Linked DNA regions of Sus scrofa: regions 2 and 3 are each linked to region 1. A link is a contact called in public Hi-C and HiChIP or PLAC-seq data. All regions are on one chromosome and are shown on one strand. Each heading gives the region's core, a stretch centred on a gene start, on an enhancer-like site or on the middle of the called end of the contact. The rest is flanking DNA. Distances are from core to core; before and after follow the strand shown. Region 1 holds the start of RNASEL (ribonuclease L). Region 2 overlaps ZNF648 (a long non-coding RNA gene). Region 3 overlaps ZNF648 (a long non-coding RNA gene).

Region 1 (3,367 bases), core at 484-2,983:
ACGGCCCTTAGACACAAGCTGTCCTCTCTGCTTTGAATGGCTTCTTTTTTTTTTTTTTTCAATTGGGGGTTGGGGGCTGAGAAGGAACATATCCTCCTCAAAAGAACTCCTGAAAATCCAGCAAACCCTCACTTCCTCAAGTGAAGCCTTCCCAGACGTCCACTGCAGAGAATTAATCTCTGCCACTTCCGTGATTCTGGGACACCATTCTTACCTTGATTGCCTCACGTGCGAACTGGAAGCACTACTTCTCTCTCCACAGCGCTTTTTCTTTCCCTAAACCGCTCTCTTTCAAGATCAGGAGCCGTATTATCTGATAAGATGGGACAGAACAGACCACAGTAAAGCGATTCAGAGCAGGAGCTGTGGAGCAGGAATATTGGGGTTGGACTCCTGGCTCACTCGCTGTATGGCCTTGGGAAGTTAATAAGCCTCTCCAAGGCTTGGGTCCCTCATCTGTAAATGAGGACAATAAGAATGCACCCTGCCTAGGGAACAGGGGATGAAATAAAAGTGTTTAGCACCACACTAACGTCCCATGAATATTATCTATTCTTATGATCTGATTCCAGGTACTTAGCACAGGGCCTTGGACTCAGGAGGCATCAGTCGATAACTATTTGACTTTTTGAAAACAATGGAAGAGTCGTGATTCAAAGCCAGGATTCCAGGTCTACTTTTTCAGGTATAGTACAGATGTTTCCATGCTATATTTCATCTGATGTAAGATGCACTCCAGAATTCCAGATAAGAAAGCAGAAGGTCAAGCCATTAATTCAGGCCAGCTGGTGCTATTTCTGAATCAGTGCTGTTGCTTCCTTGTGGCACTGAAAGGCTCTGGCCCATCCTCACCCTCTGCTGCCCCCCTGTGGCTACATCAGGTCAGGCTCCCAAATCCTTTAAACTCGCCTGGTTATTCAAATTGCTTTATGAGGAAAAGAAAGGTTTAAAACGTAAATAATTGAGGAAGGAGCCAAAGGGTGAGAGATGTAAGTTAGTCAGGTGCTAGACAGTGGAGTTTGAATCTTCATTATTTATAAAATAGTTCCCTTCACTGCAAATCCTCATCCTGGTATTTCCAACCCTCCTTATTAATTACTACTAATTATTCTCTGCAGCATTTTCACCACAAAGCATATTATATATACTTATGTTGTCTGGCTTCTCCCATAAGAATGAGGGTGGGCATTTTCCTCTATGCTGTCCAGTGATGCAGCCCGAATCTCTAGAACAAGGGAAGTTAATCATTTCGTGCCTCAGTTTCCTCATCTGTACAATGGGGTCAAAAATAGTAGCTACCTCATAAGGATTAGATTTTGTGATTTAATATATATAAAGGGCTCAGAACAGTTACTTGAGCACACGCAAGAGCTATGTAAATGTCTGCTACCATCACCATCATCGTCATCATTCTTCTTTTCCGGTAGCAGGTACTATTCACTCCTTCAAAAAGACAGGGATTTGGGAAAACATGGTTGGGATGGAGCTGGATGCTGGGACCTGAAAGGCTCAAGGCTGAGCAGCAGGATCCTGGACGTCAAGTCAGCGCCCAGCTGCCAGGGAAGAGCCATCCCTTTCCTCTAGGGGGTTTAAAGGTGCCACCACCTCTGCCTGGGTGTGGGCATGTGCAGTGTGCCCTCCCTCCTCCTTCCACATTTTTTTGGCCCCGCCCACTGGCTCAGGGACTTCCTCAGGAGGCGCTGTTTGCCCGCTGGCAAGAGGATTTGACGATGAAGTGCTGCCAGAGGGAGGAGGCGGCTGCATTTAAAAGGTAAGGTGCGCAGAAGGAAGAGAGCCGGAAAAGCCTGAGAAGGTGTTTTCTTTGAACGATTCCCGAGGGTGGGCTGGGCGGAAGGAAGGACACACAGCTCCGGAGGACCTGCACCCCCGGGAGCATTCCAGGGTTTCTGTCACTATCCACACAGTCTTCTTTCAAGTGGGCTTGGTTTGTCGGGCATCTCTGGTACTTGGAGAAAATGAAAGTGAAATCGAGACTCTCCCCTTGCAGCCCTTTCGCTGAGCTGTTTCTGTTCTCTGCTCTCGCTTTCTTTGAGTTTCTTCCTCCTCTGCTCCTTTACTTACTCCAGCCCACCTCAACACCCATCCTCACCAGAACTGTCTACACAAGCAGAGGTGTCACTGCCGGGTGTTTGTGCTTACGCTGCCCATCCGATCGATCGGCTCTCCCAGGTGGGAGTTTTGAGAATGTCAGAGGGGTGAGATGGCTGAAAAGTGGTGGCCTTGTGAATTTTGTAGCCGATGCAGTTCGCTAAATATGTAAGTAACAGTTTGCTGCTGTCTGATATTTGAACTGGTTCTAAATTGCTCTGATGTGACTGAGGGCAGCTGGACTAAAAACAAACACCCCAGATTCCTATTTGTGTAGCAGGTATATGCACATGGGTGGGGAGGGTGGATTTATTAACCTTTTTATAAGGGGACATCATTAGCTCTACCATTTATCGGATGCCTAATATTTCCCCCTCCCTACTTTAATACACTTTCTAGGGGGGACTTTATTTATCGTTGCCACATTTGAGGAAACAGAAAATTGAGACTCAATAATCTAAGGTTATACAATTAGGAAGTAAGAGTCTAGTAGTCAGACAACCAGGGGCTCAAATGTAGATCTTGCTGAGGTCAGAGCCTAGCTCTTTCCCCTACCCTGCATGACTTAATTTTTTTCAGCCACACCTGCAGCTGTGCAAGTTCTCAGGCCAGGGACTGAACCTGCACCACAGCAGTAACAACACCGAATCCTTAACTGCCGGGCCACTAGGGAACTCCTATCCTATACTACCTTAAAATAGGAAAGCACATCCGCAGAGAGTCAGAGACACACCGAGCAATGGCAACCAGAAATGCAAATTGACAGAAGACACATTTTGTCTCATTAAATGAGGGTTCTGGTGTTTTCAAGAGGCCATCTATTTCTTCTTTTTTTTTTTTTTTTTTTTTTTTTTTTTTTGTCTTTTTTTGCTATTTCTTGGGCTGCTCCCGCGGCATATGGAGGTTCCCAGGCTAGGGGTTGAATCGGAGCTGCAGCCACCGGTCTACACCAGAGCCACAGCAACACTGGATCCGAGCCGCGTCTGCAACCTACACCACAGCTCACGACAACGCCGAATCCTTAACCCACTGAGCAAGGGCAGGGACCGAACCCGAAACCTCATGGTTCCTAGTTGGATTCGTTAACCACTGCGCCACGACGGGAACTCCCAAGAGGCCATCTGTTTCTGATAAGAGTATGTTTATATGGCATTGGAAAAAAAATCAGTAATACAGGCTGAGAATCCTAAAAACAATCACAGCCTTTGACCATTCAGTTCTTTGAAATCTATCACAAGAAATCTCTTGGAGTTCCCAT
Region 2 (3,367 bases), core at 324-2,823, 390 kb after region 1:
CCATGGGGTGGCTGAGAGGGGATTTCCTGGTGGAAGCTTTCCTTGTCGTAGGCAAACTCAGAAGGAAGCATGAAGTGGGGTGATGCAGTCAGGTTGGAGCCAAAAAAGGCAGAGAGCAAGGCTTTACCCACCCTGTGGCCCCTCCTTCTCCATCCTGCCTGCTGTCTGCGCCAAATATCCTGACCTCATTAAGCAAAGACCCCAAACTTTTCACTGAAGGGGAGAAGCCTGCAACGTCCGGCCATGAGATCCTTGGGGCAGGGAGGTGGGGAGGGGCTGGAGCACACAGAAGTCCTCTGCTCCCCGAAGACAGCGATCCTGCCTCTCGGACTGCTCCCTCTTTGGTTTTAGGACGTGGCTTTGCTGGGCTGGTGTCAAGCATGACCCTACCACAAGCTCAAGGACTGGGTTCGGGGGTCCTGTGTCTGCCCAGATGGCACATCCTCTCTGGCCCTCTCTCTGGTTTTGTGCTCAAAGTTCCTTTCCAGGGGTGAGCTGGGTCCACCCTACCCCAGATTTTCCACATGTGGGTAGCCCTGCCAACTTGCCCCCCTCCCCAACACCACAGCATAATTTCATGGGGTGCTGCTGGAAATGCCACCTGCTTGAGAGGTGGCGGAGTTGGCCACGAGACCGCTTCCTTCAGCAGACCCATCAGTGAGTCCTGGGGTTAAAGCTCAGCTGGAGGTGGGTGGGTTGTGTTCTGGCTGCAGACAGAGCTAAGGCCTGTGTAAGAACAAGGTGAGGAGTTCCCGTCGTGGCTCAGTGGTTAACGAATCCGACTAGGAACCATGAGGTTACGCATTCAATCCCTGGCCTTGCTCAGTGGGTCAAGGATCTGGCATTGCCGTGAGCTGTGGTGTAGGTTGCAGATGCGGTTTGGATCCCATGTTGCTGTGGCTCTGGCGTAGGCCAATGGCTATGGCTCCGATTCGACCCCTAGCCTGCGAACCTCCATATGCCTCGAGAGCGGCCTAAGAAATGGCAAAAAGACAAAGACAAAAAAAAAAAAAAAAAAAAAAAAAAAGAACAAGGAGAGATGAGGGAGCTATGGGAGCGCGAGGTTGTGCGGGAGGGCACTGCTATCTTTGCAACCAGCAGCCCACTCCTACCGATGCCTGGAGCCACCTGCTCAGCCTTGCCCTTGAAGTTCTGTGCCTCTGGGCAGAGGAGCAGGTGGGGGCTGTGGGCTGAGCTGTGCTAGGTTTTCCTATGGATAAAGTCAATTTGGTGCCTGAAAGGCTGGCCTTCAGAATCTAATCACACAAATGAGAATTTGACCTGCTTGTATCAAAATCACCTGGGGCTTCCCAGAGACCACCCAGGAGCTTCTGAGTCAGTGGTTCTGGCTGAGGCCTGTGGATCTACCTCTAGATCTAGGCTTAGAATTAAAAAAAAATTGGATCCACAAATGGTTACAGATCCCTACTTCATATAGAGCACAGGCCTTGTCTGTGCCTCAAATCACCCTCAGACTGGGGCCTGAAGAAGGGGACCTGGGGGGCTGCCTCCCACAGCAGGAAGCTGTTCTAGCTTATCTTGCCGAGGGAGCCCTTCATCTGAGGGGCAATGCTGCCACCTGCTGGTACATCCTAGAAACGTCTCCCATCGTCAGCTGCCTGGTGTAAGTGGAGGTGGGATTCAGGGGGCGTGGCCCAGCCCTCCCTTTCCCGTTCTGCCTTCGAATGCCCAGTTCTGAGAACTGCAGTGTCCCCCCAGTCCTGTGCCTTTCCTGGAGCCTCTCGTTTAAACCCATCTTTCTTGGGCACCTGCCAGTCAACAAGCAGATCTTGCCCTGGATTCGGTTCAGTTTATCACACATTTGACCCCAGCCAGGTGTGGGCTGGCCACACCGAGGGAAGTAGTGCAGGGGAGTGAGAAGGGAGGGCGATTCGGATTCAGCAATATGGATAATTTCCATCTGAGCTGAGGTTAAGTGGGAGTCAGGCAGGTGAAAGATGGGAGAGGAGATTTCAGGCAACAGGACTAGCAAGACATTCCGGCTGCTGGAATATGGAAACGGAATGGTTTTCCTTTTAATCCATTTCTTGGCTACCCGCCAGAGGATGAAATGCAAACATTTCCCCTCAATTTCTGAGCAGATGTAAGGATTATGAGAAAGGGAAACCAGTTTTCAGTTGCTCAAACTAGATTCTGGGTTTTAGAGGCCTCCAGGGCTATTATAAAAGTACAAGAGAGAAGCCTGGGTTTGAAAGAACGGGCCGAGTAACCAGGGGAAGCAGAAGGCAGGGAGGGCTTCTTCCCTCTGCAGAGGTCTGGCCCACGTGGGGCCAGGGCTCCAACTCACCACTCCCAACCTGGCACCTGGCCCCACAGGGCCCCAGGGGCGTATCAAGGCCCCAGAGGGAAGTGGCTGCCGTGCCAGGACGTGCTGCCCTCCCAGCTTTGCAAAGAGCTTCCAGGTCCTGAGAACGGCAGAGAGGCAGCTATGGGCCCTGGCTGTCTCCATGGCAACCCGTGGAGACAAAGTCCAAGGACCTCTGGGCCTGTGAAGGACTCGGCGATCTCGACATAGACCCAGAAGTAGAGAAATAGGCCTTCAAACCACAAAGAAAACAAAGGAACTCACTGTTCCTGCACAGCAGGGTCTGTAGCAGATTCTACTGATAACAGGTACAACGAAGGTCGAGACATGGCACGAGAATCAAATGGAGAAGGTGTACCTGTCGTAAGGTGGGTGAATCAAACCATCTGGGTCGTGGGTGGGAGGCCAGTAGTCCAGGACATTCTGTAGCTCTCGTGGCTCCAGGATTGGAGCCAAATATTCTCCTCTGGCCTTGTTTTGTGCCCCAGAAGGTTGGGGTCCTCTGGCTCCCCAGTGCCAGCTCTGCACTCCTTCTGGGGCCAAACATCATGGGGGCCAAGTGCAAGCATGGTCTGCTTCTGCTCCTAATGCTTCAGGAAAGAACTGCATGCCTTTGAAAGACAAAACAATCATCCTTTAGTGGACTCCCATGATCCCCAGGAGGGAGCCCAAATCCTTAGCATGTCCGAAGGCCCTGCATCCTCATCTCTAGAGCACCAGCCCCTTCCACCTCCTCTCACTCCAGCCATCAGAAGGCTCCCAGGTCCCTGTGTTCTCTCCGGCGCCTCCCACCCTCTCTGGACTAACTCTTGCTCATCCTCTGGGCCTCTGCTCCGTCATTTCCTGAATCTCCACCACTATGGCTGAGCTAAGGGTTTCTCCTGTGTGCCCCCATATGCTCTGGGTTTGCCCCAGCATGGCTCTTAGCAAACTTCAAATCACCCGCTCACTTCCTCATCTGCTTCACCAGAGTGTGGACCACTTGATGGCAGAAAGTGTGTGTGGACCCCTTCTACGGCATCCGCACAGCACCCTGATTTA
Region 3 (3,367 bases), core at 220-2,719, 330 kb after region 1:
TATTAGTCCTTTTGGACAAACACAGAACTAAGGTTATGTATGGGTGTGGAGAATCTGACCTTCGGTGGTCTGCCAGCCCCTAAATGCAGAGCTGGGACTCAGACCCAGGCAGTCATGCTGCTTCGTCTACCAACTACCTCTAAAAGATGCAGCTCCTCATTATCCTTAAAAACCTAGGACATTGAACCAGATACCCCCTTTTAACAGGAAGATTAGAAACTTATTTTTCTCCAAGAGGAATTTATTTGCACATGTTGATGAGCTATCCTGCTCCTGGAAAGGTGTTCAAAATAACCTTGTTCAGTTTTCATGACTCCATGTGGTCATTTCTCTATTTTTATGCTTTCTTTTCATGTGTGGATGCGATCTGGATTTTGCCCTTAAAGTGAAACTATGCAGTTTTCTTCTGAAGCAAATTGCTTTAAGTAGAAAAGCTGCTTCCAGCAAAATGACGAAGCATTCCAAGTATCACCGGTGTGCATGGTGTGGTCCAAAGGGGGCCCTGAAGCTTGCCGAGCACTAACAAGCCATCTCTGGTTAGCGAGCCGACAGGTGCCTGCAAGTCCAAGCAGCAGATGACATCAGGCCGAGGCTGGGGTCCCACAGGCAAACTCACCCCAGCGGACCTCGTGATACTTTGGGAGGCCAGGCTCACTGTCTCCCATTCCTAGTCACCTTGTTACCAACTCCTGTGGAAAATTTAATGTGGCCAGAAGGAATTCTGACCTCTTTTAGACAAAAACATGCTCATGTTTTTATGATGAACTATTGCATATTTTTATTGAAAACATTTAATACTGCTCTAAAAGGGTGACTATTTTTTAGGTATTGCCCCACTGCTGATTTCTGATTGAATGCTGCCAAGAACAAGAAAGGAGGAAAAAAAAAAAAAAAAAAAAACTGGAGACGCTATCAGATTCATTAAACATTGTATTTAATTGTTCTTGTATTTAAACCCTGCCCTTATCAGTGACATTGCCACTTTTCTCATTTTTCAAAGTTGCATATTGGAAGAAAACAAGAAAAGGGAGCAATGGTGTGGCCTGGGAAACTAGGGTGTTTACTGCCTAGAGGAACCAGAAGTTCATATGGGCCTGGCTGGCTGAAGAAATGACAGCTCAGCATAGGGAAGGGGAGGGAAAAAAAAAAAAAAAAAAAAAAGGCGATAGCAGCAGCAAAGCAAGAACAAAACATTTAAAGAGATCTGGCCAGAACTGGTCTGCACAAATTCCTGTCCTGCCTTCCTCCTCCTCGCTCCCACAAGCCGCAGCAATCTTGCCTTCCCTAGGAAACTGCAACTCCTACCTCCTCCGAGGGGGCTGCGCACGCGCCCCGTGCCGGGGTGCGCGCATTTTCCCTCTCGGCACCCACGGAAGGCAGAGCACGTGTGCGGGAGGGTGGAGGGTGAGGAGTGGAGCAAGAGAAAGACAGCTCAGCTGGCTGGCCCTTGCCCCTGAAGAAAACAAGCGGAGGCAGGGAGGAAAACATACTGTTCCTGCAATCTGATCACCTCCGTGCAAGCCTCTGGGTTACACACCCCAGGACGCCGAGGCCCAGAGGCGAAACTGATTACACTGGGCAGGAAAACCTCGCGTGGTGACTGTTCCCGGGCAGATTAGAAACACATTGTTGGAGCAGGGGGGCCAGGGGGCCCGGAGCGTGCAGGGCAGTAGGGCTGGAGGCTGGGTGTGGGCTGGGGCCAGAGAGCTCGCGGGGAGGGGGTCCAAACGCCTGCGGAGAGCTCTGTGAGCTGATTCCTGCTCCCCGGGTGGCCCCTGGCAGCTGCCCAGGCCTCACAGTGAGAAATCTGGAACAACGAAGGCGCTAGGACAAAAGGGTCTCTGGCCAGAGAGGGGCTGCAGGGTTTATGGGGCCAGGAGCACCCCGGTGTGAGACTGGGGATCAGACTGTCCAACAGGGCTTGTGTAAGAGAACCAACGTTCATTGGGCGTTTACTGGGAGCAGGGCACTGTGCTAGGCTCCTTTTATATATTTCATCGAGTTTGGGATCACAGTATGGAATTCTCGCTGAATTGAAAAGTGGGAAGTAAAGAGCTGTTTTTTGCCAGGTGACCCAAACCCTACGGTTGCCCAGTGCAATTTGTTTGAAATAGCAACTAGAGGCCCACTGGGAATCTTGTCAGTAGGAAACCAGTAGAGCCCGCCCCCCTTTAGCTTCCAGCTCAGGCAAGGACATTCAGGAGTGTTGAGGACCGAAGGGTGTCTTCACATCTTCCTCTCTGGGCCCTCATCCATGGAACTGCTGGACCCGCCGCCTCTCAAAGCCCCGCTTCCCTTGGGGGGAATCCTGGTAATCGCTGAGCCACCGCTGAAGTTCTCTACTCTAGCGCCACCTGGTGGCTCTTGGCGGCTAGTCCATGGCCGACTTGGCTGGGAATTGCTGTTTTATAGCCGCTAAATGAATGTCACCACCTCGGTTTTGTGAGGTCCACCTGTTCTTTCACTGCGCCGTTTATCTCCATGTTATTGTCACTCCAGGTTTTCATAGTCTTTGCCAGTTCTCTGCTGCTTCATCTCACTAAGTCACTTCTAGTGTTATTTTCGTAGAGTTCCAAATCAGGGAGTTCTTGATCCTTATAATTTTGCTAGTGGACAAACTTTTTCATTTGAATATTTTTCATTTGTCTAGGACATGCTTTGCTCCCTCTTCCTCCAAGTCTTTGGGACATGGACATATTTCTGGGTGTTTGTTTTTACTCCGTGTGAGTGGTACAAGGTTGTATCTCATCCAAATTTGTCCCTCCCAACAATACTAAATTAACATCTAAGTCTGGGCACTGAGACTGGGGACAGCAGCTCTGTCCAGTCCCAGGGTGAGTTCCCTGCCAACCTAGAAGCCCTCTCTGAGAATACAGGTGAGAGACTTTGCTCAGATTTTGACCAAAAGGCTTGGTCTGATGTCTGATTCGATCCATGAAGCCTGACCAATCACAGTGGAAAAATCAGCCTTATAGTCAATGAACCTGGAGGCCAGGGGAGTTTGTTCAGACTGGCAGTCACAGATGCACTGTGCTGGGTGCATGTCCACTGCAAACCAGGACAGGCAAGGTCAGAACCAAAAAGGCAGGGTCAGGCCAAGGATAGAGAGTTCTGGAAGGAAAAGAGGTTGGGTCTGAGGAGGCCTGATGAGATCTGGGAGGAGATTGTGAAGAAGCCAAGGCAAGGATGCTGGCGCTCATGTCAGGAGTCTGCTGCATGGCAGGGGTTCATGGAGAAGGTAGTTTTCACCCACCTGGGCCAGGTCCACAGGGCTGAGCATACTCTCCAGATGTCTGGTTGCTATTCCTTCAAGGAGGCCTATCAAGATCTCATGTAAACAGAACCTCCCATCAGCCACCCTGATGAC

Evidence for each region. Hi-C and Micro-C count contacts between places; a contact is called where the count stands out from the background. HiChIP or PLAC-seq counts read pairs in DNA pulled down with a chosen protein or histone mark.
Region 2: a contact with region 1 is called in an H3K27ac HiChIP or PLAC-seq map of alveolar macrophages. The contact joins the enhancer-like site here to the promoter of RNASEL in region 1. A contact is called at or near these places in 2 of 5 promoter capture datasets (fetal skeletal muscle and liver), 9 of 47 Hi-C or Micro-C datasets (embryonic fibroblasts, epiblast stem cells, fetal skeletal muscle and 6 more) and 2 of 2 datasets of contacts at active chromatin or transcription factors (alveolar macrophages and skeletal muscle).
Region 3: a Hi-C map of embryonic fibroblasts shows a contact between it and region 1, with 2.3 times the contacts expected there. The contact joins the enhancer-like site here to the promoter of RNASEL in region 1. A contact is called at or near these places in 1 of 5 promoter capture datasets (liver), 2 of 47 Hi-C or Micro-C datasets (embryonic fibroblasts and skeletal muscle) and 1 of 2 datasets of contacts at active chromatin or transcription factors (alveolar macrophages).

What each region holds. Positions count from the first base shown.
Region 1 is chr9:123,908,752-123,912,118 of Sscrofa11.1, reverse strand. It overlaps RNASEL (ribonuclease L), which reads left to right and starts at 1,733. Exons shown (of 7, transcript NM_001097512.1): 1 at 1,733-1,771. All of the region lies in intron 2 of LOC110255523 (a long non-coding RNA gene), which reads right to left.
Region 2 is chr9:123,520,762-123,524,128 of Sscrofa11.1, reverse strand. The region is part of intron 10 of ZNF648 (a long non-coding RNA gene); the gene reads left to right. Among named protein-coding and RNA genes, the nearest start is that of ZNF648, 180 kb to the left of the region's middle. Within about 2 kb of position 1,573, at least 7 of the 83 cell types and tissues checked have an H3K27ac peak or open chromatin away from gene starts, as enhancers often do. A contact at or near this core is called in alveolar macrophages, omental adipose tissue and retroperitoneal adipose tissue, where this site is marked.
Region 3 is chr9:123,579,338-123,582,704 of Sscrofa11.1, reverse strand. All of the region lies in intron 9 of ZNF648 (a long non-coding RNA gene), which reads left to right. Among named protein-coding and RNA genes, the nearest start is that of ZNF648, 130 kb to the left of the region's middle. Within about 2 kb of position 1,469, at least 44 of the 83 cell types and tissues checked have an H3K27ac peak or open chromatin away from gene starts, as enhancers often do. A contact at or near this core is called in alveolar macrophages, embryonic fibroblasts, liver and 1 more, where this site is marked.